Regions from separate parts of the Zea mays genome. Here all the other regions are linked to region 1. The links are chromatin contacts, called in public Hi-C maps. All regions are on one chromosome and are shown on one strand. The core of a region is the stretch at or near the end of the contact, and the rest is flanking DNA. Distances in the headings are between cores, read along the strand shown.

What was found. Hi-C and Micro-C count contacts between places; a contact is called where the count stands out from the background.
Region 2: a Hi-C map of leaf shows a contact between it and region 1, with 5 times the contacts expected there. The contact joins the promoter of LOC103637742 here to the promoter of LOC100285721 in region 1. A contact is called at or near these places in 2 of 25 Hi-C or Micro-C datasets (ear and leaf).
Region 3: a Hi-C map of tassel shows a contact between it and region 1, with 5 times the contacts expected there. The contact joins the promoter of LOC103637741 here to the promoter of LOC100285721 in region 1. A contact is called at or near these places in 3 of 25 Hi-C or Micro-C datasets (ear, leaf and tassel).
Region 4: a contact with region 1 is called in a Hi-C map of leaf, with 5 times the contacts expected there. The contact joins the enhancer-like site here to the promoter of LOC100285721 in region 1. A contact is called at or near these places in 3 of 25 Hi-C or Micro-C datasets (ear, endosperm and leaf).

What each region holds. Positions count from the first base shown.
Region 1 is chr1:107,506,325-107,511,453 of Zm-B73-REFERENCE-NAM-5.0, forward strand. LOC100285721 (NADH-ubiquinone oxidoreductase subunit B17.2) reads right to left here and starts at 1,821. Exons shown (of 5, transcript NM_001367226.1): 1 at 1,656-1,821; 2 at 549-575; 3 at 366-457; 4 at 1-82. The coding sequence starts at 1,744.
Region 2 is chr1:107,366,740-107,371,835 of Zm-B73-REFERENCE-NAM-5.0, forward strand. It overlaps LOC103637742 (CSC1-like protein), which reads right to left and starts at 3,253. Exons shown (of 11, transcript XM_008660607.4): 1 at 2,567-3,253; 2 at 618-770; 3 at 330-465; 4 at 1-92. The coding sequence starts at 2,883.
Region 3 is chr1:107,286,702-107,291,717 of Zm-B73-REFERENCE-NAM-5.0, forward strand. LOC103637741 (4-coumarate--CoA ligase-like 3) reads right to left here and starts at 3,442. Exons shown (of 6, transcript XM_023301294.2): 1 at 2,176-3,442. The coding sequence starts at 3,237.
Region 4 is chr1:107,656,467-107,661,831 of Zm-B73-REFERENCE-NAM-5.0, forward strand. No RefSeq gene overlaps it. Among protein-coding and RNA genes, the nearest start is that of LOC103637747, 14 kb to the right of the region's middle. Within about 2 kb of position 3,330, at least 19 of the 20 cell types and tissues checked have an H3K27ac peak or open chromatin away from gene starts, as enhancers often do. A contact at or near this core is called in ear and leaf, where this site is marked.

The DNA of each region.
Region 1 (5,129 bases), core at 571-3,070:
TGCAGCCATCCATGCCATTCAGCAGGCACTTGGGATGCATTGTAACGACCTTTCTCTGCATATTCTACCCACCTATGCCTTCCTGCAAAATTTACCATGCTTAGTGTTCTAGTGTACTATCAGGGGGGAATGACCAGCAATGCAAGAGATATTTTGCTCCAACAAATACATGCACATCAGTGAAGTGAATCCCAAAGTAATAACAGCTAAGGTATTTGTCCAATAGGTTCAAGAAGAAAAAAGAGAAGTGCAATATAATTGCTGCCAATGACAGTCCACTGCTTTCACGATTTAAATTCGAATCATAATAATTTCACAATAAAAACAACCATGGCACATCAACTAGCAGAACAGAGTTGACTCACCATACTGAGTGTCATGTAGTTTCTCATAATATTTGTTACCAAACTTGTCAACTCCTACAAGTGTTGCGCCAATATTGTGGATTTTCGTTTGCCTGGGGAAAAAAAGATTAGCTGTGCTGACAGCTGAGACACATAACCACACCCATTCCTTGAAAAATGGAGAATAGGTAGGTGGCCACTTACAAAAGGTTCCCGTCCAGAAGGCATTTGCTGTAAATAACGAGATGTTAGAATATGGCAACAACAGATTTACATATGCATTGTAGAATTTAGCTATGACTCCAAACCAGAGAACTCATATCAGGCACGACGCAAAAACAATTCCTGGAAACAGAAACATGTGACAGACAATTTACATGGTGACACTCCATTGCAGAAAAGTAAAGGATCATAGATACAAGACAGCCAGATGTTCATAGCTACTGTAAACAGTTAAATATTGAAATTGGAGGGCATACTGTGTTGTCTTGAAGGACTCCAGGTGAAAGTGGAAACCTTTAAGTAATCATTGTTGTGAAGTGAGCATAGCCCATCAAGATTAATTACACTATGTTGGCACATGGAGCAGATTATGTTGTTTTCACTATTATATTATACCATAATTTGCAATGTCTAGCCAAACAGTTTGATCTGACTGAACACATATGTGGCAGAAGACAAGAAAAAGAATGCATGAACTCCGGGAAGGAATTGCTATGAACCATGATACTAGGTTTGCCAACAGTCAAAAAGTTGTTCTGTAATATACAAGGTTACATTACATGTCCAGTTCATATAGTCTTGGACTTGATCATATAAAAAATCGAGACATGTATAATGCAGGAAAGACACATATAAGTGGGTGTGTGATGGGTCAATCTAACAAGCAATGTATGTTGTATGTTGAAAACGAGCAAACGGACATTTTAGTTGATGTATACCTGATAAAATGAATCCACGCTTGCATATGCTGCATAAGCGATTGTAGTGTTATGCAGCATTAGTGATGTGGCGTTGTGTGAGCTAAGACATAGACACTATCGTGGACCAAATAGCGATTCAAAAGAATGTGGAGAGGAACCCCTACTTGTAATTTTCCCCGTCCTAGAGGCCAGAGCGCACCCCGCAGGAATAGCCAAATCGAAACAAATTAAAACATGGAACTAGCCCGTCAGATCCGCAACAAACAAAAAATACTAGCGGTGACACGACGGGAAGAGAGAGAGATGAGAGATCTGGATCGAGATCGATCGAAATGGGGGCAATCTGATTTGCGCGGGGAGAAGGTATTGACGGGAGTTGAGGGGTTACAAGTATCCTTCGTCGCGGACGTCGCGGATGAAGTTGGTGAGTCCCTTCTCCTTGATGCCCCTCAAGACGCCGCGCACCACCGCCGCCATGGATACCGTCGGCACGCCGGAGAGGGGGTGCGGACGTGCGGTGGAAACTGATGGCTTATGCCTTCGCTATTCGGTTCGGTCCGCCCGGCCGGCCAGGCTCGCCGGGTCGGCTCGTCGCGGGCTCCGTGCTATACGTGGGCTGGGCTCTAAAGAAGTCTGGGCTCTGATGCTCTTCACTTGTTCATCTTCATGTGGGCCGGCTCATCGAGCCTGGAGCAGTATTGAACGGACGAAAAATGGGCTTGGTGCATCAATTAGTCCAGACGCACTGCCATCGATAACAGTTCAGTTCAGCAGCTCGTTCTTCTGCTACGTCGTGGTAGTTCTCTTCCTCCTCCAGCAGGGAAAGCAGAAAGTTTAGCAAGCTAGTGGTGCGGGCGATGAGCCCACCCTTTCTGAATTGAATCTCTCTTGGTCGTGTCCACCATCCCATCGATGCAGAAAGGAAAAGAGACAACGTAGAATGAAACGGATGTAGACCTGCGCATGCAGCAATATCGCTCGCTTGCTGTCGTCTATCGGTCTCTATCTAGCGATCTACTCTACTGTATGCATGTTTCTAGGAGGAGCTACTGTCTAGTACTACTACTTCCTACTGCTTGCATCATCATCATCAGATTCGAGGTGAACAATGCGCACTCGATCGATCTGCCGCCGATGGAAGCTGGTCTGGCCGGCCGGTGCAATAGAATGCATGCAGTCCGATGATCTGATGTGGAGTGGAGTGGTGAAGAGGATATGCATGCGACTAGTGCTGGGGATATCATCCAATCCTTTTCTTCCCTCGATCCATCTAATCAAATCTATGTGCATGTTGCATGATCATCTCTGTGGCTGCCATCCTAGCTACCCTACCTGTTTGATTCTTATGGCTTCAACCCACTCATTTCACGCATTACATTGCATCTCCTCGTTACATTACATGTCTCGCCGCCATCATCGTAGTCGATCGTGCGCACTTAGCTTCCTACCTGTCGTTACATGTCATTTTCAGACCTACACCTTGTTCCGTCAAACCATGCACACGTCTTGTCACTGCTATCATTAGAGATGTCCAAACGGGTGGGCCGTGCTGGCCCGGCACGGGCCCGCCTTTGGCCCGGCACGTTTCGGCCCGTTACGTTGACGGGCCGTGCCGGGTTGGGCCACCGTGCCACATCCTAGGCCCAAGCACGGCCCGCATATAGCCGTGCCGTGCCGGGCCGGCCCACAGCCCGTTAAGGCCCGCCGTGCTTTGACCGGGTGGAAAGAAAAATAAGTAAAAAAAAGACTAAAAACAAGCTTTGCTAGGATGAACCTTGGTTGGAGGGTTTAAAATGCTTAGCTACACCACTCTAGCCAACTAAACCAAACTTATTTTGTGTCTAAACTATTAAAATTGCTTCTAATATACAAATAAATGCACTGAAAAATAAATTAAAAAAACCGGGCCGTGCTCGGGCCGGCACGGCGTGCCACGGCAGCGGCCCAAGCCCGGCCCGACTAACGGGCCGTGCCGTGTTCGTGACGGGCCAAAACCGTGCCGTGCCACGGGCCGCCCGACGGGCACGGCCCATTTGGACATCTCTAGCTATCATACAAACGCTAGCTTAGTGTTCCAGTGTTCCTTCCTCCTTTCACCATTACTCCATCCGATCCAAGTTTTGTCTGGCAAAGAAAAACACTATGGCTGTTTAGCACTCCTATCATTCTTACTTAGTGGCGTAGACAAGGGGGCTAGTGGGACCATGGCCCCCTCTAACAAAAGAACATTTGTTTTGTAGTTGTATATAGCTAAAATAAAAAATGTTAGCTTATAATAAGTTAAAATTTAGTACGTACTTAGCGCATATATGTGGTAATTGTTATAACTAGTGACTATTATATATTGTATATGTACATGTACTCTATTTATTAATATTATAATTGTAGTTATATATGTATTGGCCTCCTAAAGAAAAATCCTGGCTACGCCTCTATTCTTACTTGGTACTTTTATCACTATCCACTAGTTTTGGGAGGCACGTAATCGAGTTATTTTTCTTGATCATTGTTTTGTGCTACAACTCGGTACTTAAATACTAACCTACAATAACACATGCATCGGTTAGAATCTTAAGTTGTACTAGTTTGGACATGGTGGGTGGGGTGTAATTGTTCATTATGGCCTATTTAAATGTGTTAACAACGAATTGAGTCACACATTAGTTAAAGCTAGATCTCCGCCTTCACCACAGACCGAAAAATACAACGAAGGTATATATCACATTTACATGCTGAAGAATAGAATTAGCCCCAATGCACGTTGGTATGTTTAAGATACTTGAAAGAAGAGGGGAAGTTGCATACAAGCTAGAGTTGCCACCACCCATGTCACATCTGCACAACGTGTTTCATGTGTCCCAATTGAAAAAAGGTGTTTAAGGGTGTCAGACGAACAACAACCAATAGAAGATGGAAATTCTAGAGGATCTCACTTATACCGAGCGGTCCATCAAGATTTTGGATGTGGTCGAAAGGGTGACCCAAAGCAAGACAAATCGTATGTGCAAGGTATAATAGAGTCGTCATACGGGAGATGAAGCTACATGGAAACATGAGGAAGATCTCAAGTCCGTTTATCCCGATTTCTTCGCTTCTTCTTCCCGAATCACGCGACTATATTCCTTTAAGGGGTAGGTTTGTAATACCTTTCAAATTAGCAATGTTCATGTGCAAGTAAATGCCGATAGGAGAAAAACATATATATATATATATATATTCGTTAAGTGCACTATAAGAATGAAAGTAGGTAACAAGCATACATGGCAGAATGCATTCAACATGATTTTATATCATCTATCTTGACCACCGCCACTCGACACCACAAGTTTTGATCTGCCATTTCCGAGCTCTTGCAAAACCATAGTGGGTTTCTCTAAAGTTCCTCTATCTCTTGCAATCCTATCGGTGAGGTTTAGCACCCAAAACCCAATCTCTAGCGACCCGACCAAGATCCATGGCGATGCCACTTCCTAGTTGCCAACAACGTGACTTTGTTTCCGTTTCTGTTCGAAGTCATCATCATTCATCTTTGAATGTGTGCTCGGTGTTGTGCCATGTGAGTATCCCTCTTGATCATTAGTTTTAAACAATGACCACCTGGATGTGTGACACGTGTTCCGACTTATCAGAACTCGGTAATCTTCCCTACTAGCCTCTGTTGTCTATGCATAATTATGTTTTAGTCCAATTTCTTTAAAAGTAATCTTATCTTGCTTTCAATCTAGCCCATATTTTTCTCAGAAATTTTATATGCATCCTGAATAATAAATTATTAAAATCAAAACGTAATCAATTCTAATACATGAATCCCTTGAGACATCAAAAACAATTATAAAATGATGTTTTCAATTCCACAAATTTC
Region 2 (5,096 bases), core at 2,003-4,502, 140 kb before region 1:
AGATAGTGGTCTGGGTGATTTCTTCGGAAGAACTCATCCACTGTTTCAGAAGTTGAATGACTTGAGACACGAGGAATGTTTCTAACAATCACCTGGAATTGCAAAAAAAAAACATTAAATGCTACAGAAATACTATAAGGGTCTCAGATATAAATGTGAATACATTAAGTTGTAGCACAAATTTGGTACATGTTCTGCGCAGCAAATCCACACTAGGGCATGTGTTTTGTGTTCAAATACTCTTTTCATAGATATCCGTCACAAATGCAGTGGAGCATGGTTCATATATAAGGTTAGTATATCACATCATACTTTGTCAATGTACTTACTGTGAAATGATCGGCACAGCGCTTCTGGGAAGCCAGGAAATGCAACCTCATAAATGCTACATTGCTGTATTCTTTGTACAGCATAAAGCACACCCAGAATGTGAACACATATGCCATCAAGAGATGGATAAAGAATCTGAAACGAATTGCAACGACAATGATCAGATAGCTCTGAGCAGTCCCAACATGCAAAAACAAAACTGAAAGCATAGCAGGCATGGAAATGTTGTGGACATTATATGAGCATGAGGAACAGCCAAAAAAATTAAGAGTTCGTAAGATCCGCACCTGTTGGATCCAGGGCTAACATTTGATATGGAAAGCTTATCGATATCACTGAAAACAACTTCCTTTCTTAGATCAAGTAATGTGCCGCCAGATACGTTGACTGGGATAAGAACCAGAAGGGCGAGAGTCGTAATGGGCAGAAATATCTTGAGGCTGCCAAGGAGACGGAAAAGATGTGTTAGCATGCTGCATTGACTTGAGGGCAGCCTGTCTTATTGTGCTGCCAGAAAATTGATGCGTTTTTAGGGCAATCCCTTATTTGTCAATGCAAAAAAAATCTATCCCATAATCAAATCTCTTATTGCTATAGAGACAAGCCTCCCCCCCCCCTGGCAGGGCAATCCCTGATTTTGCATTGCAAAACAAGGGGGGAAAGAGGCAAAGGCCACAGCATTACAGCCTTTGCAACTTCGGTTGAAATTACCCAAAACATCTTGTGTAGATGCAGAGCATTGGCCATGTGGCTAAACGTGAAGTAGATAGAGTAAAATAACTGAATGCCATGTGGTGGTGCTGTGGCTGAATTATCCTCTGTTCAGCCCGTAGTAGCATAAGTAGTTGTACAGCTTGTAGAGAGCCGACAAAGCAAAGACGCCCAGCAAAATGAAATTTTGCATCGTGCCTTCTTTGGTCAAAGTTGCACCCCCAAATGGGAAACCTTTTGAGTGAATTTTCATCCAAAGTTCCAAACAAGTAGTAGAACTACAAGAAAAGCATCTCCAGTTGTAAGGAGCGGTCCCCCACTCCCCAGCTATATTGATGAGAACGCGACGCTGCCACAGCCACAATGACAAGGGAACAAAAATATGTCCGGGCCCGTGAGCGTGAGCGCGTTGGTTTGTAGTGGGCGAGCACTAAGCTAGGAAATCAATGATGGAACCACAGAAGTCTGTGCCGTCCTGAAAGAAAGCCAGGAATCGTGCGGATCAAATCAGAGACTAATTAACGGCACCAGTTTCGACGCCACGACTGAATGGGGCACTACAGACGAAACGTGCTAGGGACAACATTACCACACCAAATTCTGTATCATCAAACACAAGCAAATTCTGTTCTGTCACTGGATTATGCAGATTGCGTGAAAGCGATAAGTATAGTGTGCTGTGTGCAATGTAGTAATAGTTATCAAAGACTTCTCTGAAATAAAATGGTACTGATTAGTTTATTTTCTGGAAGGAAAAGATCTTGCAATTCTCGTTGGAAGGAAAACGCGCTGTTATTTCTGGAAGGATAATCAAGCAATTATATTTTTTGGAAGGGGAAAATTGCCGGTTTTTTTATTTGTTTCATCTAGCAATTTGCAGAGTGCCTAAATGTGACGGCTTTCTATGCTGTGCGTGAGACGAGGAAACAAGCACAACTGCTCAAAAGGTTCCGTAATTAAATATGGAAAGCAAGTTGCCGAGAGGAATGCGGTAGCCAGACGCAAACCCTCGTATGCATACAGGCAGGCAAAGCTGGCGATGGAAATCTGGAAAACCGTCATTAAAACTCATGGAGAAAAATCCGCCGTTTGCAGGAGGAGTTCAGCAAAAGAGGGGGGAAAGTGCGATAGATTACGAACTCCATCCCCTCGACCTCGACGCCGGTGGTTTTGTTGAATCGTTGGAGGAGAGAATGATGCATTTGTTTGCTGGCACTCCAGAGCGAAACGATTGCAGCAAGTAGCACACACCACGAACAGAAGATGAGAAAAGAAAAAGATGCACCTTGAACGTTAGCTAAGGCAGACCTCGTCCGAGAGTGAACGAGCAGTGAGACCAACCAGAATTGCAACCGCAGCAGTAGTAGTAGTAATTGATTTCGCAGGAAAGAAATTGCGGGTAGTGGTGGTAGCAGAAGAAGAAGAAGGGAGAAGCAAGCAGTAGTAGTAGAGTAGTAGTAGTAGAAGAAGGGAGAAGCAGCAGAGGGGGAGCGGCGGAAGAGAGAATTGCGGGCGCGCGGCGTACCCGAGCGTGTAGATTCTAAGGTAGACGGCGGAGTCGAGCCCGGCGTGGGCGACGAGGTCCGGCTCGGACATGCGGAGCGCGCCGGGCACCCAGCTGAGGAAGGTGACGTAGGTGCAGAGGTTGAGGTTGACGAAGCGGCGGAAGGCGGAGCGGGCGGCGTGGTCGTGCTGGTGGCGCTTGTGCGCGAGGTAGAGCTTGGGGAAGTAGACGCGGTCGTTGACGGGCTGGATGCGGAGGACGGCGAAGAGGAGCAGGAAGACGAAGGCGCCCAGGATGTTGATGAAGGCGGAGACGCCCAGGTCCTCGAGCGTCGCCATTGTCTGCTCTGCTCTCTCTTTCTGTCTGTCTGTCTGTCTGTCTCGCGGCCTTGGGACTTGGTAGGAGGAGGACGGAAGGGATGACCCCGGAAGGGAACGAAGATGAGACGGAAGGGAAGGGGAGGAGAGGAAGGTGCTGCCGCCTGATCTGAAAGGCAAATGCAGGGAGGGAAAGGGTAACCAGGAAATCAGAAACCAGAGGCCGCGTGCGCCGCGACGGTGTGTCTTCTTTCTCGAGTTGAAACGCGGCGCACACGCAGGTGAGGTAGCATGCACTCGGGATCGGGAGAGCGCCGCACGACGCACGCGGGACGCGGCGGCTCTAGGCTCTAGCAGTCTAGCTCTTCTACCAGTCTAGTCTAGCTGTTGCGTGGTGCTGGCCAGTTGGTCACAGCCGGTTTCTATCTGTCGCTGTGCGGCCCGTGGAGCGTGGATGGACGGGCTCTTCAGTCTTCACTCGTCGTGGATGCATGTCGTCCTCGCGGTGCTGCTGCCCTGCTCTCTCTTTTCTTCAGCGAAGCGAGCCAAGGAAGCGCCAGCCCAGCGACGACGTGACAAACAGAGGACCGCGCTGCTTGCTGAACAACGTGACAAGGAGAGCAAGCGGCGGGCTTGGAATTTCCATATACACGGATGAGATGGCACTCGAATCGAATGATAACCTTTTGGAACTTTCCACCAACTGACCCACATGCGTCGGTGTCACATGTCCGTCCAAATTCTCTGTGAAGGCAGTACTTGTAACAAGCAACAGGTAGGCAGCTACCCTACGCTGGTTATCTGTAATCAATCCCGCAACTGGTTTGTACTAACCTCCAAGTCCAAGCCCCTGTGGTCTGTGGAAGCAAGGAACGGTTGGCTCACTGACAGGAGGAGCACTTGCAGAGAGTCAACACGTCAAGCGCATCTCCTCCCGCCGAGGAAACGGAACATGCGGGATCGCCGGTCATGTGCTCCAAGCCTCCAACTACCTACAATGCCTGTACGGCTGTACACCACGCAGACAAGGTCGCACGTCCCCTGCAAAATAATTATTAGGACATGATAGGTTGTTCCATTCGGATTAAATTTAGCTATTTGAACTGTTTTAGTTGTAATCTGTTAGAAATTTACTGGGCATTATCAGGTTTAATTTAATCTAGAAAACCAGTGTGACGATATGTATATGCATGTGTGTATCACTACTCGTATAAATAGTAACGAGCAATAAAACATGCATAAATACGAAAAACAGAAAGTATCCTGCAGAGTGACCAATGTTCAAGGCATCAGTGGCTCCATTCACACGAGATATCGCGTGTGTATGTTCGATGTAGCTGTACAAATTCGATGCAGCAAGATGTACGCAGTGCAGTCCCTCGAAAGTTCTTCCGAAGAAGAACAACAACACACGTCGCCCAGGGAAGACGACGAAGAACCGGGTGTAGACGAAGCAGCGCTGGTCGAACGAATGAAACGAACAGTCGCGAATACGCTCCCAAAAACCTGATCGCCCACACACTCGTGCAACTGTTTATCTGCGGACGGCGATTTCGGAGTCATGCTGTCCCACTCTCTCTCTGTGCTCGCAGAAGATGGGACGAGGGCGTGCTGTTTGCAACGCGTGTGAGAGATCGTGCGTAACCGGAAGAGAGTCCTCGCTCTCCATTCTTATAGGCAGTCAGAAGGAGGGGAGAAGGAGAACGAACAAAAACAGTCGCGCCATTAGAACTAGAAATCGATGAGTAACTGACGTCCTTTACCAGCCAGAAGACAGGAAACGGACAGTCATCACGACAAGCAAAATGTGCAACCGTTTGAAAGGAATATTCGGACCAAGGTCCGATCTACAACGAGCCACGTATCATGTAAAGATAAGCGGAACAAGCCTCCACTACCATAGCCTTTTCTAACAAATGTTCCATAATTTGACAGTATACATTTATTAGACTGAAAAAAGTCTGTAGCCATCTCGACATAATTGTGAGCCACCAACTAGATTCTTTTTTATGGAGGGGACATGATGCACGTTCTTCAATAGCACTGTCTTTCTTGAAATAAACTTCAGAATGACTGTACCAACACCAAGAACACACGCATATGATCTGTTTTCCATCAGCAAGGCTACAGTCCCTTTGCTCTGATAAGAAGAAAACAATGAAATATCAACACCACATGAATATTAGCACCAATATCAGCCCACCACTTAGGGGATTGACACACAGAAAGAATAG
Region 3 (5,016 bases), core at 2,192-4,691, 220 kb before region 1:
GACCATTGACCTTGCTCTTGTAGGTTGGATCAACCTTGCCCATTCTCATTTGTATGTGTATAGTGTATTAGTGTTACCCGGATACTTGTGTCCTAGTTTCTTTTCTTTTTGGCTTGCTAAATTAGAGAACCTACACTAGTGCTAATGGCATTTGGCATTGTGCCAAAAAAACATGTAAATTCAAACACCATATACGCCCGTGTCTAGCTTAATATTTGCCATGTCCCCCCATTGTCTTAGTGAATTGACAGGTGATCTAGGAATCAGGCATGCTCAATTAGGAAGGTCAACTCAATTAGGAATCAAGCATGCTCAGTTTTTTGCATGGTTACTTGCCCAAGAAAAGATACAATGCAAAACAAATCTTAGGAAGAAGAGGATACTTGAGGAAGATGGCTGTGAAGAGTGTGGGCAGGTGAAACGGCACGACACATTATGCTAGGTTGCAGTTATGCCAAAATGTTCTGGCAAGCAATCGGCATCCAAATTCTAGCGGACCTTGAAGTGTCTCAACTTCATCGCGTTGAAAGACCTACGAATATCCCAAAAGCTGAGTTCTCATCATTCATTCATCTCTGTTGCTGGCAACTATGGAAGCGTAGGAACGCTCTGGTCTTTCGTCAGGAGGCAGCATCACTAAAATGTCTCCTGCAACGATGCGGCAACGAAGCTGAAATCTGGTGCTACAGCCACCGAAGCAGAGAACTGGGTGTGCGTGCTGCCTGGCAGATGGTGTTTTCCAGTGCGAGGCAATAAGATGTAAACAGCAACCCCCACCCCCTCCTCCTCCAAACAAAAAAGAACAAGCTCGGTTCATGCCGGGTTGTAAATGTAAGCTGTTTGTATGTCACTGCGAGCAAACGACAATGAAATAGAATGTCAGGTGGGGAGCATTTCCCCATTGAGCTTCAAAAAAAATTCTAAACAAGACATGGAATCATACTTTGAGTTTATTAGTGTTACCCATATACTAGTGTCCTTGTTTAGTAAAATCAGAGAACATACACATGGGTCAGATTCCAAGTGGTGGTTGGCATTAGGCATAAAAAACCTGTGAGTCAAACACCGCACCTGCTGACACACGTCGGTTTCTAGGAAGGTTAACCTTATAATTCTGAAAAAGGCACATGATCATTTTGAGTGTGTGTTTGGATCTCATAAGATTATGCAAACAGTGATGGTAGAATCTAGATTTAAAAAGTGAGATATGTTTGAATCCCTGAATTCTAAAGAGAGATTAAGTAATAGGGTGGAGATGGATAATTGGATTATAAGGATCCCTCCCCCCTAAAAAAAATCCACTTGTTTGCATCTCATTTTAATTGTCACAGTTTTGAAAAGAACCAAACAAGGCCTTATTGTTACGTAGACATTCGTATCCATTTTTTTTCTTTTGCCAAACCAAACAACCTATACTCACATCAGATTCCTAGTGACATTTGACATTGTCCACAAGGAACTTGCTAAGCCAGGGTCTATTTTTAGTTTAGATGTGTAAAAGCTGTTGTGAGATATGTGCTATCTAGTTAAAACAACTATGAAACCTACCCTTCTCTTCTATCTCCCTCGAAATATTTGTAAAATGTCTATCTATTTCCAGCCATTTGGAAAAGTAGAAAGCTGAAAGTCAAAAGTAGGGTCCAAGATCGCCAGATGCTACGAAAATTGTACTAGGAAGCAGCTATTTTTGGAAAAAAAACAATTTCTGATTCTACCTGCTAGGTTGGTGTTCTATTTTTAACAGGGGAGAGCAAAACATAGCCTCAAACACCCCATACGGGCACCTCAGACACGTGTACGTTGTACCACTGATTCCGACACCTGCACCCACGAGCATGTAATACCAATGTGGAATACACACACTTGTCTTCAGCTAGTTGACACTTGTCTTCACCTATCTGACACTATTAAAATATTGCATGGTTACCTGATATGTAACTAGGTAAAACTCAACGCTTTTGTTCCTATTAAAAGACTATCCAGACTTCAGAGCAGTGTAGAATGGATTTTTTTCTCCTAAATGAAACTGATTCAAACTGATTTCCAGATTTGTGCGCGGTTTTGTTCCGTACTGTAGTGGCATAGCAGAGTCGTCCACATCAAGCATAAGCATAACTAACTTGGGCAAGGTAGGGAAGAACGAATGAAGTGACTGTAAGTGGGGTAGGCAGGAACCTGAATGAGATCGACGTGAGGGAAAGCCTTGACGAAGTCGTCGATGAGCCTGCGGCTGGACGGCGCTGCACCGGTTGACACTTGCACCAAGCATTCCAACGGCATTGCCGCTGGCTTGGTGGTGTGCACCAGCGCCGCCATGATGGGCGGAACGACCGGGAAGTGCGTGACTTTGAATCTGCGAATGGTCTTAACGGCTTCGCCTGCGTCGAACCTCTTCATGACGACCACCGTGGAACCGAGCGAGAGAAGTCCCACCGCGAAGAGCGAGAGTCCGTAGACGTGGAACATGGGCAGCGCCGCCAGGTAGACATTATCACAAGCAGGTGCGGCGTACTGCGAGGCCTCGAAGTGCACGAAGAGCTCGACCGTGGCGATGAGGTTGCGGTGCGTGAGCACGACGCCCTTGCTCCGGCCGCCCGTCCCCGACGAGTAGAGGATGGCGGCCGCGTCGTCCTGACCGACCGAAGGGCCCGGCAGTGGCTCGGAATCGAGCAGCAGCAACTCGCGGAAGGGTGCGAACTCGGGGGCGCCCTCGTCCGCGAGGTGGAAGGCGTCGGGGACGAGGACGACCGGGACGCGCAACGGCGGGAGCTTCCCGACGTTGTCGAGCGTGGCGAACACGAGGGCGGGGCTGGTGTCCCGAACCCTAGCGGCGATCTCGGCGGGGGCGCTGAACGGGCTCATTGTGGTGGCGATGGACCCGGCGGCGAGGACGGCGAGGAACGCGACGGGGAAGGCGATGGAGTTCGGCAGAGCGAGGAGCACGACGTCCCCCTCACGGAGGCCCCGACGGCGGCGGAGGCCCGCCGCGAGGGCGGATACGAGGCGGCGGAGGTCGGCGCGGGAGAGGGCCTCGGCAGTGGCGGCGTCGACGAGGGCCGGGGCGTCGGGGCGGGCGGCGGGTAGGCGGGCGAAGATGTGCGGGACGAGGGAGAGGGAGGGGTCGGACGGGAGGGCCACCGGAGGGTGCGTGCTCGCGTACACGCCGGCGGCGGCGCAGTAGAAGGTGGCGCCGGCGGCGGCATTGGCGGGGCCGTGGGTCGCCACGGCGTCCTGCATCGTCAGTGGAGATTTGTGGCTCTCCCCTCCCCTGGTCTTCTCGTGTCACTACTCTTTGGACTCCTTGCCGGACGAGTATAAATAGATGTGATTTGGCGGCTGCGAATGCGATGCCACCCTCCAGCTGCAGTGGATCAAGGCGACGGCGTCAAGGTGCGGAAAGCACGCTGCAAGCTGCAAGTGCAAGGAATCGTTTGCTTCATGCAACAGATTAATCGTAATGCCAGGTTGCCAGCTCCAGCCTCCAGCCACAGCCAGCCAGAGCCGCGGCGTCCGAAAAGAAAAAAACAATTTCAACCGCAACTCACTTTAGCACCAGCAACACACGATGCCCTTGGATTGATCTGTTCTGCCATGTGTTGTTGCTCCGGAAAGAAAATACTCTCAATTTCTGCCGCCACTTCCACCCAGAAGAAGGGTTGCTCTATTGTCCCACACCACATACGTTACATTTTTATTTTTTTAATAACCGAACGAAGTTCCAGCTCTTTCAATTATACTAAAAAATTCATTTTGATCCGCCATCTCGGTAAGTAATCTTTTTATGCACGCATTGGCTCGGGATACAAGTAGAGATGGCAATTGGGCGGGTAGAACGCGGATATATGGTTCGTGTTGTTGGTTCTTTTTGACGCCAACCACTGCGTGAGAATCGGCAGCGGTGCTCTCTGTACAGGCGTGGACGGTCCGCGACCTGTGGCAGGGCTAGGGTTTCCTGCCTGACGAGTCGGACGGTCCGCGCCTACAGGCCGGACGGTCCGCGCGTACGCAGGGGCGACGAAGATCGCCGGCGCCTGGATCTCGCTCCCGGAAGGGACCCCATCGGGGAGGAGAGATCCTAGGTGTTGTCTAGGCTCGGCAGGCCGACCTAGACTCCTCTAGTCGACGTAGAGCCGAAGAGAAGCGGAGAATTTGGGGATTGGAAAGCTAAACTAGACCTACTACTAAATGCACAAGAAATAAATGCGAGATAAACTGATTATTGATTCGATTGTTGATGATTAATCGACTGTAATCCTCTGTATTTATAGAGGAGGGGGCTGGACCAGTTACAAACAGATTTCCCGGGCTAATTCCGCGAATCTAGCCAACAACTGTAGCAAGAAACTCGGAACCCTAACTGGTTCTGCGCGCGCGTGGACCGTCCGGACCACAGACACAGACCATCCAGCACACTACACCAAAATAGTGAACTTCCTAGAGCCTAAACCCTAGGAAGTTAGCCCTAAACTCTAGGAAGTTAGCTAAACTCTCTGAAGTTAAGCCATCCTGTCGAAAGTTTGGCTCTCGGAAATTTTTTGTCGGAAGTTAGCTTAACTTCCTAGAGCCCTCTAGGAAGTTAGCTAACTTCCTACATCCAAATAAGCCTCTCGGAAGTTAGTAGGTTTTCGGAAGTTAGTAGCTTCACGCCGTCAGCGCCGTCAGCTGACTAACTTCCTACGACTAACTTTCTACGGCTGACTAAATACCGTAGGAAGTGTATGATTTTGGTGTAGTGGCGGCTCATTTTGGTGCTCAACATATGCCCCCTGCCTTTTGGTGGAGCTGAGCGAACAAAGCAACTAACTCGATGTGATTACGTCGGTTTTCTTAAGCATCTTGCCACATACTAGGATGGTACTGCTTGAGGAAACGACCATTCAAAGCTTGGGGCAAATCTTTGCCTTGTAGTGTTTGCAATAAATAGGCGTTACTAGATATTACCTGTTTTACTTTGTATGGACCCTCCCAGCTTGGCGACCATTTCTCAAACTTTTGGTCTTTGTTTTTTAGAGGCAG
Region 4 (5,365 bases), core at 2,080-4,579, 150 kb after region 1:
GGTGGAGCAAAATTGGTTTCACAATTTTTGGGCTAGTATTACTCAAGTTACCAATTTTTGAAGTTCTCTGCTGAAATAAAAGGAAGGAAAAAGAAAGAAAAGCCAACTTGCGCTGGGGTCCCCGAGCTTTTCTACTGTTCGTATTAAATCTAGGTCTCTAGAGCACTATTCATTCGTGTCACTAACAGTGCGAAAAACCCCCTGGGTTTTTCCAATCCTTAACCCGCGCTCCACCCTTGCCGGAACATTAAACGCGAACTCCGGTGAGCGATTGTACCTTACCGGCGGCGGTAGCGAGTCGGGGAAGAGGTCGGGGGGTCTCGTGGGGGTCCGACGAGCTTGGTGACAGTGGCGATTGGTCGGAGGAGGCCAGTGGCGTCCGGTCCTTGCGTATAGGCGAGCGGGGAAGGTCCGGCGGTGGTGATCCTCGTCTCTGGTGTGGGTAGGCTTCCAAAGAGAAGCCTGGGAGCTTCACCAGGCTCTGGTGAAGTGGTCTCTGTGCTTCGACTCGGCAGTGATGACTCGGGTTGGCCGGTCCACGTTCACCGACGTGCGCTCGTCGAGTGGCGGATGGGAGCAGACCTCACCAGCGCGGTAGGGCTCAATTAAACCGGTTAGTGTCACACCCGGATTTTAAGGACAAAGCCGGGTGCATCTCATACATGCGCCAAAGAAGACAACATATATAATAACAGAGTGTATAGAGATAAATGTCACAATAATCAGAGTATTTATTACATAGCAGAAATCTTACAAAATAAAAGATAAATATAAAAGGATCTAAAATCCATCCTTGGCGCCAGAAAGTCAACTGGGAGACGCCACCTAGATCGAATCGAACTCCTCGATGTGTCTTCTCTTGAACCACCTGTTCTTCTCCTGTGGGGGTGTGAGACAGCAAAGGGTGAGCTCACACATGTTCATCGTTCAACAAGTTGTGCGGAATAATGTGCATGAACTCACCAAAGGTGGGAGTTCATGTGAAGTGTAAAGCTGATCAACAGTAGGGGTTAAGCTGAGCATTGCTTTTAATAAGTTGGTCAAATTTTATTAGCAGTTACTAAGTGTAAGTAAATACCAAACCATAGTAATAATAAGTAAAAATAATAATAAAATAATCCCAATGCAATGAAATGACAAATTGAGTTTAAGTTCCATAAATTAATCATGTTAGTGTCCGAGCTGCTCATGACCGTGAGCACGGCTAGTATACCAGTTTTACACTCTGCAGAGGTTGCGCATCTTTATCCAGAAGTCGTGTTACCCATTTGCCACAGAGTTGATCAGACCCCATACACATCTACCTAGGAAGCGAGGCAGGGTACCACTATGAGGCCTTTACAAAGTTTCATTAGCTTCAGAAAACCCGCTATAGTTTATAGGAAGCTCCAGTGCAGGAATCCCTCGCCTGACCGCCATCGCAGCAAAATCAACCCAAGGACCTCCCTACACTGACCACTCCCCTACTGCCCTTGCCCCTTTCGGGTAAGGTAGTCATCCACTAGCTTTCCTAGTTAATCAGCCAAGGGTGTCACATTAAACCCTTGTGGTAGCACTGTTTTCCCGGGTGGTTCTCTATGTTCCCATTAACATAATGATCCTATCGTGAACAGTAATAATAAACAGATAATAAAAATTATAACAATGAGTGATGAATATCTCTATACCCAAAGCCACATAAAGCAATAGCATGTACTACCCAAAAATTTAGTAGTAAAACCAGTGGTGAAACAAGGTATAAAGATAGTCAAAATCTAGAGTAACATATTGGGTCCCATCAAAATTAACCTATGCAGATCATTATGATTAATAAGAACATGACTGGATAAAAGAAGTGATCAAGGGCACAACTTACCTTCCACGAGCTCCTGCTCAGCAGTCTCTACCAGCTGAACCTCAGGATCCTTAGTAGCTTGCTCGTCTATTCGCATCAACACAATACATGCATAGTATAGCAAAAATTAATATCACACCAAACATGTAAATAAAAAACACAATAATAATCTAGACATTAAAATAAGATCATAGAAACTGGAATCATTAAATTTAAAGTTATAGATTTTAAGTTATGAATGTTCCAAGGTTTCATGTGCTTGATATATGGTTAAGTGAGACATTAATTTTACTACTGTTTTCATGTCACAACAGAGACCCTAGGTGATAAACCTTAATATTACAAATTTTTTAGAAATTGGAATGGACCAATTTGGAGTTCATATGAATTTTCTATAAATTAAACAAGTTTCTGCAATTAATTTAATACCAAAAATCTATTTTCTAATTTTTATTTCCCTGGTTTTCTAATCTCTGGACTGGGCCTCAAATTCCCGAAAGCGCAGGGGCTTCCTCGCAAAACCCCCCACAGACTCAGGTTCCCACCAGAGTGGACTGCGGGTTTAAATTCTAACTTCCAGGAAGGTTCTTTAATAAAATGCACCCACGAGGGGTATGGGAGGAATCTGGCCGTTGGATGCCGCGCGGGCGGCGCAGATTAGATCTCGACTCCACTGGAACGGGACAACATGGTAACCGCAGGATCTTGAATCTACGGTTCGGATCCAACACACCCGTGGGGAAATCGTGCTCGCTAATTCGCAGATGAACGGCCAGGGATCTCCAGAACAAAGGGGTATGCAATCAAACTAATCCTAGCCGTCTGCATCCAATCGCACGGCTAGGCGCCTTTCTTCTACCCTGCAGCCGAGGTCGACCAGAGCACTCGCGCCCTCGCCGGAAAGCACGCCGGCGCGCGACTAGCCGACGATCTGGCGCCCGTCTAGCCGAGCGGTTTGGTTCTACGCGAAGCATGGGAGATGGCGAACTTTTTGGTGGTTTACATACCTTGAATCGAGACGGCAGGGGCCCCAATCATGCACCGCAGCGGCACCAGACGCGCCAAGGAGATCTCTCCGACCGCGGATGGAGTTGAGAGACGGATGCCAGCGACTCCTACACGGTGGCCTCCCTACCAACACTTCTCTGCTGGCGGCGGGGTAGGTTTAGGCTGTTAATGGAGGCGGATTCGAGCTTGGGGCGAGATCTCCAGGTTTTCTGTGCGTGATGTAGAAAGGCCAGAGAACGGGCGGCGGTGAACCTAGGGAAGCTGTGGAGCGGAGAGAGGCAAGGGATCGTGGCCACTGATATAGGTGTGGGCTGAGCCGCAGCCGCAACGGCTTACCCGGAATCGACGGCGAGCTTCTGCCATCGTCGGGCGAAGTTGTTGGAGTGACCCCCTGACGGCCCGGGCCCACGCGCCAGCAACCGTGCGCGCAGCGCGCGCAGCAAAACCAGGATGCGCCTGACGATGTGGGGCCACTGCACAGTGAAGGGAGCAAGATCGCGAGAGCACAGACTGCCAGGCGGGCCCCGGTGGTCAGTACGGCGCGCAGCGCGCAGGGGGATGGCTGAGCGGCGGGTTAGAATTTATGGGCCGCGCTAGGTTTTGGCCCAACACGAGTTTCATCTTTTCTTTTTTTCTTTTTATTTTTCCTTTCTCCTTTTGGATTTCAAATTCAAATTTGAATCAAACTTTAAATCTGAACTCATATTCATTTTAAATGTACAAATTTAACCCAATAGTATGGATGGTTTAACTATATTATTATATTTTTATATATATTTCTTTATTTTTGTATAACATTTTTCTTTCTCTACTCTAAACTCCAATTTGCAAATTAGGGTCAAATCTCCAAATTTGGATTTTAACCTATTTCTTTTTATATTATTTTTATATTGTCACAAAATACACACTAAATAAGGTCCAACATGATGCACAATTTAGTGGCATGTCATTTATTAATTATTTGTTTTTTTAAATATGGTATTCACATGTGATGGTATGTAGATACAACACACACATATAACTAAAGAAAAATAAATTTTCTCCTTTTACATTATCTCTTAAAAAATTGGGTATTACAAATCCTACCCCCTTAACAGAAATCTCGTCCTCGAGATTTTAGGAAGGACTAGGGAAAAGATGGGGAAAATCTATGTGAAGCTCTTCTTCTCGCTCCCAAGTAGCTTCATCTTCGCCATGGTGACTCCATTGCACTTTGCACATCTTTATAACCTTATTTCTTGTAACTCGAGTCAAAGTATCAAGAATCTTGATAGGGTACTCAACATAAGTCAGGTCATCTTGAACACTAAGGTCCTCCATCGGTAGCTGCTCCTCAGGTACCTGTAACACCTCTGGTGTTACTGTCACTAAAACTTGAGCATAACATTATGAGGATTAGCATATCATGTGGTTGTCACACCTAGAGTGCATTCACTAGGTGAAAATTTCAAAAATGTTGTACTGATATGGCTTGATGTGTGGTTAACCCTAGGGTCAAGTGCTTAACCCTAGATTTGGGCTTATGGATATAAGGTAAATCCAAACATGTGAAAACTTCAAAATATATGAGAAATGATCATGAGATATCACCTTTGATGGACTTTAGTAAAACCAAAACCCTAAAGTGCTCAAAGCCCTGAAAAGACCCTCGAAAACCCTAAAATTTAAACCCTAGGGGGCTAAGTGTAAACTTTGTACACTTTTGGACCAAAGTGCAAATATCAAAGTAAAAGAGCACCTCAAACCCACTAACTTTCATATTCAAGGATTTACAAGTTGAATAGTAAGATTTGGACCTCTTTGTAAAAAGACCCATGAAAACCATATGACTAAGTCTGAATTCCAGTAATTTGGGACCATCTTTGGGGCTGTATATCTCTTCATTCATGAGGATTCTGTCCTAGGTTAGTACATCAAAATGGTAGAGCTACTATAGGGGTATAAGTTCAATTAAGAGACCCAACCCTAAAACACTATGAAATCTCCTGAAAACATACCCCAAAACAGAGCTAATAAGACTCTGAATTTTCAGACCACACACAGTAATCTGAAACCTATAGAGCAGTGTATCGAGATAGGTTTGGAGTCTTTTTGTGACCAATCTAAAGGGTTAAAGTCTATGAGTTGTGTAGATAAATTAGAGACCATTAGAAGGGGATTAAATGTTCTTAAGAAACGTGGGCTTGATCATGTGCCAAAAATTAAGGAAAATGATGTTCAAAGTTGGGCTGTCAGGTTCATGGGTTCTAATCAGGTAGATCTGCTCTGAATTTCTATTTGTCTGAGCGACTTTGAGACCTTGCAGAGGCTGTCCTATGCGACTTGGTGCCAGGTTGATCTAAGCAAAGCTGGAAAGCTAGTATTCATGAGCAAGTTTTATTAGGAGACTTTGGCCTGATGTTATATAGATTTAGGAGGTAAAGGTGCCCAAACTGTCCCTGTCAAAAAGGAAGAAATCGGATGAAAACTGAAGACTGAAGTTCAGAAAATTGAAATGGTACCAGTGTATTGCAACTGATTTTT